Regions from separate parts of the Zea mays genome. Here region 2 is linked to region 1. A link is a contact called in public Hi-C data. All regions are on one chromosome and are shown on one strand. Each heading gives the region's core, a stretch centred on a gene start, on an enhancer-like site or on the middle of the called end of the contact. The rest is flanking DNA. Distances are from core to core; before and after follow the strand shown. Region 1 has its middle 41 kb from the start of LOC103647030. Region 2 holds the start of LOC100281622.

What was found. A called contact is a pair of places that touch in the nucleus more often than the background predicts.
Region 2: a Hi-C map of leaf shows a contact between it and region 1, with 2.9 times the contacts expected there. The contact joins the promoter of LOC100281622 here to the enhancer-like site in region 1. A contact is called at or near these places in 4 of 25 Hi-C or Micro-C datasets (ear, leaf and tassel).

The regions. Positions count from the first base shown.
Region 1 is chr2:143,038,431-143,043,740 of Zm-B73-REFERENCE-NAM-5.0, forward strand. No RefSeq gene overlaps it. Among protein-coding and RNA genes, the nearest start is that of LOC103647030, 41 kb to the left of the region's middle. Within about 2 kb of position 3,106, at least 8 of the 20 cell types and tissues checked have an H3K27ac peak or open chromatin away from gene starts, as enhancers often do. A contact at or near this core is called in ear and leaf, where this site is marked.
Region 2 is chr2:143,201,647-143,206,956 of Zm-B73-REFERENCE-NAM-5.0, forward strand. LOC100281622 reads left to right here and starts at 2,837. Exons shown (of 2, transcript NM_001291690.2): 1 at 2,837-3,150; 2 at 3,287-3,784. The coding sequence starts at 2,944. The coding sequence ends at 3,475.

The DNA.
Region 1 (5,310 bases), core at 1,856-4,355:
TAACCAACCCTCCATCCCGTGCACTGTTGGCTGTGTCTCGGGAATTTTGCGTGGTCGCCCCTAGACACTCTGGAAATTGATGCGAGGTCTAGTCAGTGAATGAATTTCATAAAATCAATTAGAAAACGAATTTTTGTATTAAATTAATTGCAGAAACTTGCTAAATTTATAGAAAATTCATATGAACTCCAAAATAACCCATTCCAGTTTCTAAATTTTTGTAATCTTATCCTCCATCACTTAGGGTCTCTGTTTTGACATGAAAACAGCAAGAAAATTAATTCCTCACTTAATCCATTTTAAACACATAAACCTTTGGAAATTCATATCTTATAATCTATAACTCCAAAAATTATGATTCCTGTTCCTAGGATTTTATTTTTATGCGTAGATTATTATTATGTATTTTGTTTACATGTTTGGTGTGATGTTAATTTTCTCTATATACTGTGCTTGTTTGTATTGTGGCGAGTACAAGAGCCTGTGACCGAGGATCCTATTGACCAGCAAATAGAATGTGCTGAGCAGGAGCTCATTGAAGGCAAGTTGTGCCCTTGACCACTTTTGTTCCCCAATAATGTTCTTTATAATCATTTACCATGCATAGGTTTAATTTTGATGGGACCCAATAGGTCACCCTAGATTGTTTATCACTTTATCTTGTTATCCCTGAATCACATGGGTAGTTTTGCTATTGCTTTACATGGTGTTGGGATAATATTTTATTATATCCATGTTCCAGTTATTTTGTTATTATATTTATGTTCATGTCAAGATCATTAATGTTAATTGGAACATGGAGCTTAACTTGAGAAACATGTGCCACCACAAGGGTTTAATGGGACGCCCTTGGCTGACTAATTAGGAAAGCTAGTGGAAGACTACCTTACCCGAAAGGGGCAAGGGCAGTAGGGGGGTTGCATGCAAGGAGGTTCTCGGGTTGATTTGCTGCGATGGTGGTCAGACGGGGGATTCTTGCAAGTGCGCTTCCCATAAACTGTAGCGGGTTATCGAAAGCTAGTGAAACTTTGTAAAGGCCTCGTAGTGTTGCCCTGCCTCGCTTCCTTGGTAGAGGTGTATGGGAGTCGCGACCCCTTGGCAGATGGGTAACATGACTTGTTGGTACAGGGTACAACCTCTGCAAAGTGTAAAACTGGTATACTAGCCGTGCTCGCGGTTATGAGCAGCTCAGGACTCTCTGATGATTAATTTATGGAACTTAAATTCAATTTGTCATTTGCATTGCATGGGATTATTTATTAATTTTGTTCTATTACTTTATTTAAGATTTGGTATTTACTTACATTTAGTAACTGCTAATAAAACTTTGACCAACTACTTAAAAGCAATGTTCAGCTTTAACCCTGTTGTTGATTAGCCTTACACATCACATGAACTCCCACCTTTGGTGAGTCCATGCCACTGGTTTCCCCATAACTTGTTGAGCTATGATCATGTGTGAGCTCACCCTTGCTGTCTCTCACCCCCCACAGGAGAAGAACAGGTGGTTCAGGAGGAGCCACAAAGCGAGGAGTTTGATCTGATCTAGGTAGTGTTTCCCCAGTTGACTTTTGCACCAAGGATGATTCTTAGTTCGTTTTATATTTATCTTTTATTTTGTAATAAGACTTCCGCTATGTAATAATTACTCTGATGTTATTGTGACATTTATGTCTATACACTATGTTATTATATATGTTGTCTTCTTGGCGCATGTATGAGATGCACCCGACTTTGTCCCTTAAAACCGGGTGTGACACCCTCCACTGGTGATTTTTCCGAGTCTCTATCATTTTTCTTGAACTTGGATTTTCGGGCTAGCCACGGGTCAACTGTGATGTTATTCGACCTTCACACCCGTCTCGTGTGCTATGAACTTACTGTGACCGCTTGTTGGTAAACCTCATTCTGTGTGTTTACCCAAGAGGTTGCATCTGATTATGTTTGGGTAAAGTCGCATATTTACCGCTCGCCCAATAGACTCAAATAGTACAATGTCATCAGAAAAAGCAAACTGCACACATGGAACCTTATGTGTTCTTCTGGCAGGCATCGCCTCTATTGTTGGACATCTGTAAATTAGCTTAAGGCAATACATGTTATGTCCACTAGAGAAACGACATCCTGAGACACTCATTTTGCTTAGAGCTGTCTTATGATTATCGCTGATATGGACATGGGTTACATGCTTCTCTACTCTTAAGAGTCTTTCGCTCCGAATCTCGGGACGAGATACTTTTAAGGGGGAGGGCTGTAACACCACAGGTGTTTACTGTCTACTCGACAACGAGTATTGATTTAAACACGTAATATCAGTGGATAAAACAGATGCTAAATTTTAATCATCTTCGCCTATCGCGATTTTAATATCGCATCTGTTTTGTTTGTCGCGAGTGCGACATCGTTTTTATTTTTATCTATCCGGGCTCTTCCTAAATTTTCTTGATGTTTGGAACATAGTTGTTTCGAAAATCGGTGCGTCCGGTGATTATTAAAAATTCATCGCTCGCGCAAATACAAACTTGGAAGCTCGATCCACCGTTGCGATCCGTGTCCCAAATAAATTTATTATAACTCAATGACTAAAATACTCGGTGCAAAATAATTAGGATCGCAATATCGATGCCGCATCGATATCGCGCGTTTATTTCGCGATATGTCGTGTTGTGTGTCTGAATAAAAGTCATACAGAGAATACGAATTCGGAAGCCTGACCTACTCGTATAAATTTTATCCCCAAGCAAATTTATTTAGAACTCGATGAAGGAAGTTTTCGGAGCAAATTATCAGTGCTGAAATCAGTTTATTTCGGTCTATAGTTTCTCGTCTGGATCCAAATCTTCGAATAAACAATTGTTAAATAATTAGGTTCGCTAAATTCGGAGAATGAAATGTGTATTTGTGTAGCGTGTCGGCCCAGTGTACAGTGCTAAAAATCGTGATCTCAAAATATCTATGAATTTTTAAAAAGAAATTAAATAAAAAAAGATCTTCAACATTTATCTGCCGCCGCCCTCCAGATATTTGTTTCTGGCTGGCTGGTCTTATCCTGTCGTCCCCTACTCAAGATTTTTTTTCCACGCCGCTGTCTTCTTCTCCCAGCCGAATTCTCCCTCTCCCTGGTCACTTCCCCGCGCGCGCCAAGCTCCAGCTCGTCCCTCCGCGCGGCTCTCTGATGCCCAGCGACGGCCGCAGTTTCTTTCCCGCGAGCTCCCTCCTCCAGCGCGCTCATCTCCCTCAAGCTCCTGCACGCAGCCATGGCACGCCTGCTTCCTGGCTCGCCTGCGCGCGCGTCAGCTCCCCTCTGCTCGTCGCGCGCCTGCTCCATCCATGGTCGGCTCCTTGCGTCGGTCTCCCCTGCAAACTCTCTGGCGCGCATCTCCCTGGCACGCCTGGCTCGCCCGTCCGCGCTCCACCTCGTCAATGGCCGCCAGTTGAATCTCTCTGTCCCTGCTCGGATGGCGCACGCCCCTCCCTCTCGGCTCCTTCCTCTTACTTCCCATGGGCACCTTCCTCGCGGGGTTCACGCAGCTCGTCGAGTGGTGGACGAAGCGCGCCACCGCCTGAGCCGAATCGAGCTGCAGAAACCACCTTGCCATGGCGACACAGTCCGGCCGTCGTGTGCCCCTGTAGCGCGCCCTCGTCTTCTCCCCAGCGTCCGGCCGTAGCCCAGCTCGGAGTTTCCTCCATCCATCTCCAGCTCGTCGAATCCCCTTGCTTCTCCCTCCCTATCCTCTGCTCGCGCGCTGCTCCAGTCGGCCACGCGCCGAGCTCCCTCGTCGCGGCTTCCTGCTTCCTCGTCAGCGCGCCTCTCCCATGGCGCTTGCCCAGTCTGGCCACCGTTGAGTTCCCTGGTGCCCCCCTCAGCTCACTTGCCACACTCGCCTCGGCTCCCAGTTCGGCACACGATTTTGGAGCTCTGCGCGAATGGCAAGCGATCTGGTGCTCTGCGGCAAGCGCTTCGTGTGGGTGTTGTGGTTCCCAAACCGCGTGATGTGCTGGCTCGATGCCTAGACCCCAGCCTCCGTCCTGCTCGTCTGCCTCGGCAGCAAGTACTTCGTGTCGAAGCAGCGGCAACAACGCCCTCCTTTGCGTCGTGCTCACCAGATCGGGCCACGCGTCGTCGATCTGTGCAATTCCTATTCGGCTATCGGTTTCGCCGGTTGTCGATTTCCTATTCGCCATGGTTATCCCGTCGGCTGTTCCAATCCGAGCTAGCCCAGCTCGCCAGCCGTCGCGCCCTCTTTACCCGTTGAGCCGTGTGTTGCCGCGTTCACCTCATTGTGTCGTCGTGGACTTGTCGGCGTACTGCTGTGGTACCTGGATCATGCTTGCCTCAACTCGAACGAGTCGTACTGCCATCATCTTCGTCAAATGGAAATCGTTGCGCTGGCACGTCGATATCGTCGATCGCCATCCTCGTCTACGCCAACTCCCAAGCCGTGAAGACGCTCTTTTGCTGGCCACGCGTCACCAGCTCAACAAAAGGAATCCCATGGATATCGGGTCAAGAATAGAAATTGTGTGCTTCATCAAAGACGTCAACCGGAAACCGTCGTCGTGCTTCCGACTATCCCGTCGAATTAGTCAGGGTAAGCAAATTGGTTATTCGTGCTAGTGGATTGATGAATGGTTTGACTAGGTATATTAATCATGATAATTCTGTGGTGAGTCGGATTGCTAATTCGGTTATTAGTTCAAGGAAGGGAACTGTAGGTATACTATTTATTAGAATGCCCAAGTCATCTACAGTGATTTGGTCGATGTCGTGTGGAGAAAGAGGTCGCAATAGGTCCCAGTGCTTGTGGGATTGTGGGTGTTAAAAATGTGATACAAAGGTTAACCGGGAAATTAGTTTAGAAAGTTAATGAAAGTTCTTCTATCAAAATTTTATAAGTGTTAGGTGTCCAAGAATTGTGAAGTTAAAGTTATAAGTCGTTTAGTGTGCTCTCTAAACTAGGTATGATATTCTATGTGTGCTAGTCGATTTCATGATTTGAATGGATGTTGATTGCTACTTCGAATATTTAGGATCAAGTAACATCGATATATTGTAACTAAAAATGATAGTGTGTGTCTATAATTTATTATTTTATGACTATTCCGCTTAGTCATATATCGATAACTAGTGTTTCCGTATGAAATTGTACAACGTCTCGCCGCTAGGTGTTTAATTCGCTATCGCGTAGCACTATTTAGGTTTGAAATATTCTTGTCTATATGCATTCATGTGCATAATGCATTTCATTCAGGTACGTGAATTAACCACATAATGCAGAGAACCTGAGCCAAGTCGACCCCAAGCGCGGG
Region 2 (5,310 bases), core at 1,587-4,086, 160 kb after region 1:
GACGGTCCGCGACCTGGCGCAGGGCTTGGGTTCCCTGCCTGACGTGTCGGACGGTCCGCGCCCTAGGGCCGGACGGTCCGCGCGTACGCAGGGGCGGCGGAGTTCACCGGCAGTGCCTGGATCTCGCTCCTGGGAGGGACCCCGTCGGGGAGGAGAGATCCTAGGTGTTGTCTAGGCTCAGGAGGCCGTCTAGACTCCTCTGATCGACGTAGAGCCGAAGAGAAGCGAAGAATTTGGGGTAGGGAAATACTAACCTAGAGCTAAACTAGAACTACTCCTAATGCATAAGTAAAACGAGAAATAGAATTAATTTGATCGATTGTTGGGGGTTTAATCGGCCGTAGCCCTTCATCTATATAAAGGGTGTCTAGATCCGCTTCAAACTGTTTCCCGAGTTAATCCCGCGGTTTTAGGTAACAAATCCCGCGAGAAACTAGGAACCCTAACTGACTCTGCGCACACGCGGACCGTCCGCACCACCACCGCGGACTGTCCGGACCGCGGACCGTCCGGCCTCAGGACCGGACCGTCCATGATGCTCTTTTTGGTGTTCAACAATTCCGTTCCAAGAACCAAATAAAAAAGGTAAAAATGATAGACTATCTCGTTCCTTAAATCAAACACCCACTTCATGTCTCTCTTTTCAACCACACACCCATATCTTTAGAAAGCAGTGCAGAAGAGTTTCGTCATGATTGACCATTGATAGTCATCCTACAGGGCACCCTATCTCAGAACCAAAACATCTCTTGCTTGCTCTACCTTCCGATGTTCTCATATCTAAAAGTAGTGGCATGAGAGATTTAAATCGTACTGTTATTTGAAACTCGAAGCTTGACTTTCATACGCAGCAGGCTTGGATCACGTAGGAAGCGAGGTATAAACTTCTCTGCAGCTAGAATCGCCAAATTAAAGTATATACTACTCACTCCGTAGACATGTACTCACTACCGGAATCGCGTTTTTTACCGAGTGTTAAATTTAAAAACTTCACACGAATTTTTCAATAATGATAAAATGATTTTAAATTAAAAAACTGTCAACTACAATGTTTCATTACATTTCAAGACCTACAACTTTTATTTTGGTGGTTTTTCTATCCGACATAGTTTGAAAAATTCAAATTTCAAAATTCAAACATAGTTTTTAAATTCAGACGTAGTTTTCGTTGACAATATGACTTCAAATGAAAAAGTTGTCAACTATAAACTTCTATAATTTCTCAAGACCTACAAAGTTTATTTTGGTTGTTTGGTCATTTATTTATCTCATATGATGGTTCTAACAATATGCACAAATTATATACGTCTCTCTCGTAGTTCCATAAACTACGAGAGAGATATAGATTTTATGAACAAATATATTTTTATTTTGTCATATGAAGAAATGTTCAATATATAAATTGTACATCATGATGAGTTATACAAATTTGTAGTTGAAAACTTTTTCATTTGAATTAATTTACTACTTTAAAATATGATTTTTAAATTGTTTTTGCCTAGTGTTGGAGAAAAAACACTCGGCAAAGGGTTTTTTGCCGAGTGTTGCCGAGTGTCGAAAAAAGGCACTCGGCAAAGAAACTCTTTGCCGAGCGTCAAAAATAAAACACTCGGCAAAGAGCTTCTTCGCCGAGTGTTTTCTTTTACCAAGGGTTTTTTGCGTGGTACTCGGCAAAATAGCTTCTTTGTCGAGTGCCCGAAAAAAAAACACTTGGCAAAGAATATGGCACTCGGTAAAGAGCCAAATTCCGATAGTAACTCGATCTATATTAATAATGATGATGAATCTCGATATATATATATATATATATATATATATATATATATATATATATATATATATATATATATATAACAAGTACATTAATTATTATATAAATATTCATTGAAAATGAATTTTGATTTGGGACCCAGAGAGTAATATACCGTATACACAGAGTTTTAAGTTTCTGCCGACAAGAGTTAATAAGCCATGACAATGACAGGATGCTGCACGATCCAACCGGCAACACAAGAGGTCGTTGGGACGCACCGTCCAAATGATGTGGCGCCACCTTAATGGCCCCAGGGCTCCTCCAGGCTCCAGTGGTGTGTGGATAAGAATGTAAAGAAGCTTCCAATTGGTAACACCTTATTCATCTCTAGCTTTCATAACCCCACTCCGCTAAAACTTTTAGTTAGCGACATCGCACGAAGGAGAACACTAACTTAATTTTGAAGATACGGTAGTAAATGTTTTTACGAGACTTAGTATAGACACATTTGTACAATACTCATGAACATGCTATACTGGGAGCCTGATGGCACACAAAGTATATGTATATTTTTTTTTAAAAAAAACTACACATACATGACAACATCTACTCATATAATATCGTTTTCAAATATCCAGCTTCAAAACACATAAAAGGTACTCCCTCTATACCAAATTAGTAGCCGTTTTAATGAATGTCAATAATGAATCTAGATACATATACCAAACATATAGATCAATTATTAAATAAATTTGTTAAAAGACTAAAACGACCTCTATTTTTGAATATAGGGAGTAATTAATAGGCAACAGAGTTTAAAAATGGTTCACATAAAACAACATGCTTAAACGCTATATATGTTTTTTTTTGGCAGCTAGTAGACTGGTAGAGGGAACGATGTGAGGTAGGTATATACATGCATGCCATACTATATCCATCTCTGCTTCCGTGACTTGAGTTAATACTATCGTTATCCTACTCACATGTTTAGTCATGCTAATCCCACCGTCCACCGTGCAATGGCGCGTGGAATCGCGTATAAAATCCCCCCCCCCCCCCCCCCCCCCCCCCAAGCTATAGCTAGCCAGCCATCCTACTGTCACACACACACACACACACAGACAAGTGGTTTCCAAAGCCAAGTGTGTGTACTAGCAACCAGCTAGCTCGGGCGGCAGCAGGCAGCCATCATGTCGGAGGAGAAGCACCACCACTTCTTCAACCACCACAAGAAGGACGAGGAGCAGCCCGCCGGCGAGTACGGGTACTCCGAGACCGAGGTGGTCACCGCCACCGGCGAGGGCGAGTACGAGAGGTACAAGAAGGAGGAGAAGGAGCACAAGCACAAGCAGCACCTCGGCGAGGCCGGCGCCATCGCCGCCGGCGCCTTCGCACTCGTACGTTCAAATACATCACATATATAACTTGCTCGTCGCCGTCGACGACGTACCTAGCTACCTGCCACCGATGCTTCTTAATTGTGCTTGTTCTTCGTGCTGACCTTCCATGGGTGCTTTATTTCCTCCCGTACAGTACGAGAAGCACGAGGCGAAGAAGGACCCCGAGCACGCGCACAGGCACAAGATCACGGAGGAGGTCGCTGCCGCGGCGGCCGTCGGCGCCGGCGGCTACGTATTCCACGAGCACCACGAGAAGAAGAAGGACCACAAGGACGCCGAGGAGGCCAGCGGCGAGAAGAAGCACCACCACCTCTTCGGCTGACCGTAGTACCGGCCGGCGCGCGACCGAGCTAGCTAGCTCCGGCGCACACAACCACACACCTGTTTAATTCTGTACTGCATGCGTGTGTAATTTGATGGTTCACAATAATGAGTCCCTCTCCGGACCTTGGTAGCTGCTTGCTTGTGGTGAGTGAGAGTGTGAGACTGAGGGAGAAGAGGTGGTGGGCGTGGGGCTACGTCGAGAGAGGCGTGTTCCTGTAATCCTGTACTCGCTTCGTTTTCTCTGCATGCGTCTATAATTGTGTTCAATAATAAGTGAGAGCGGTGTGATGTGTGGCTCCCCTTGTCAGGCTCATGTTTATCCGTATTGAATCCTGGCACCATGCATGACTGAGGATCTGGATGTCTATGAAGCACCGTGTATCTATCATCACTTTTGCAAAAAAAAATATTCTTATATTTCTTGAAGTAGCATGTCATGATTCATGAATCGAGATTTTCTTAATCTATGAAGTAGAAACTAAGATATTGTTTGGTTCATATATTTGTAACACGATTGATAACTAATAATATTAAACTATGTTTGTTTAAATTCAACTGTAATCATATACCGCGATAGAAACTTATACTTACCTATTAAAACTTATTACCGCTAGTATTCGTTGCCATTTGCATTACATCTCCTTGAACCAAACAACGCCTACTAGGAGTAGCTTCTATCTCAGCTAGGTCCCTTTATCCGTGACACCACTTAGGCCTTGTTCGTTTATGTTGGATTGCACCCGGAATCGTTCCAGCTAATCAAAGTTTATATAAATTAGAGAAGCAATCCGACTAGAAATCGTTCCGACCCACCAATCCGACACAAACAAACAAGGCCTTAGGATACTTTGTTTTGTGATTTGGGATTAATTGAGCTGTTCGAATGGGGATAATCAGAGTGGACGGGATTAAATAGTGGAATGTTATGAATGTTTTCAAGCCCCTTTTTCCATGAATCCGTGTGCAGTAGTTTATTGGGTGACGTGATTTGCCAAGTTAAGGGCATGTACAGTGGAGAGACACCAAAACAGTTCTCCAAGCACAAGAGACAACTAAGAGACTCTATTATACAATTGAGTGTTTATATATGTAGTTTATTAATAAATACAAAATTAAATGCATTTGTACAGCAGCAGATCGATAGAACGGACGACAAATTCGTACAGTAGGAAGTGATGCGTCTGTTACTACTTGGTTTACGAGCCAGAGGCGTCTCTTCACGGAGAGACGGCTCTAAGGTTTTTTTGCAAATACACCCCTTAAACACCTTAAGAGCCTCCATATTAAACACTACTGTACATGTCCTAATGGCAGAATGCCAGTAGAGTTCCGAAATGTTGACCTGTGCGCCTGGTGTTGTTGGGATTCAACCCAACTGATTCGGATGATTTTTTTTATTCGGTCTTTTTACACATTTTTTTATGTTTAGTCAACTGAGCATGAATTTTTCTTGTTTTTAACAAGGGCATGTGTTTTTCATTCTAAATACATTCCAAAAACATGTTGGTGTTTATGACCCTACTATGCACCACGGGGTTCCTGTGATGCTTTCGAGCAGGACGGCATCGTTGATTGCGACTCGATGGTACGTGCGGATGCACGTCGGATCACAGACATGGGTTTATACATATTCGGGCCACTAGAATGCGTAACATGAATTTTTCTTGTTTTGAACAAGTAAGGGCATGTTTTTTCATTGTAAATACTTTCAAAAAACATGTTGGCGTTTATGACCTGACTACGCACCACGGGGTTCCTCACATGATGCTTTTTAGCAGGACGACAACGTTGATTGCGACTCAATGATACGTACGGATGCACGTCGGATTACAG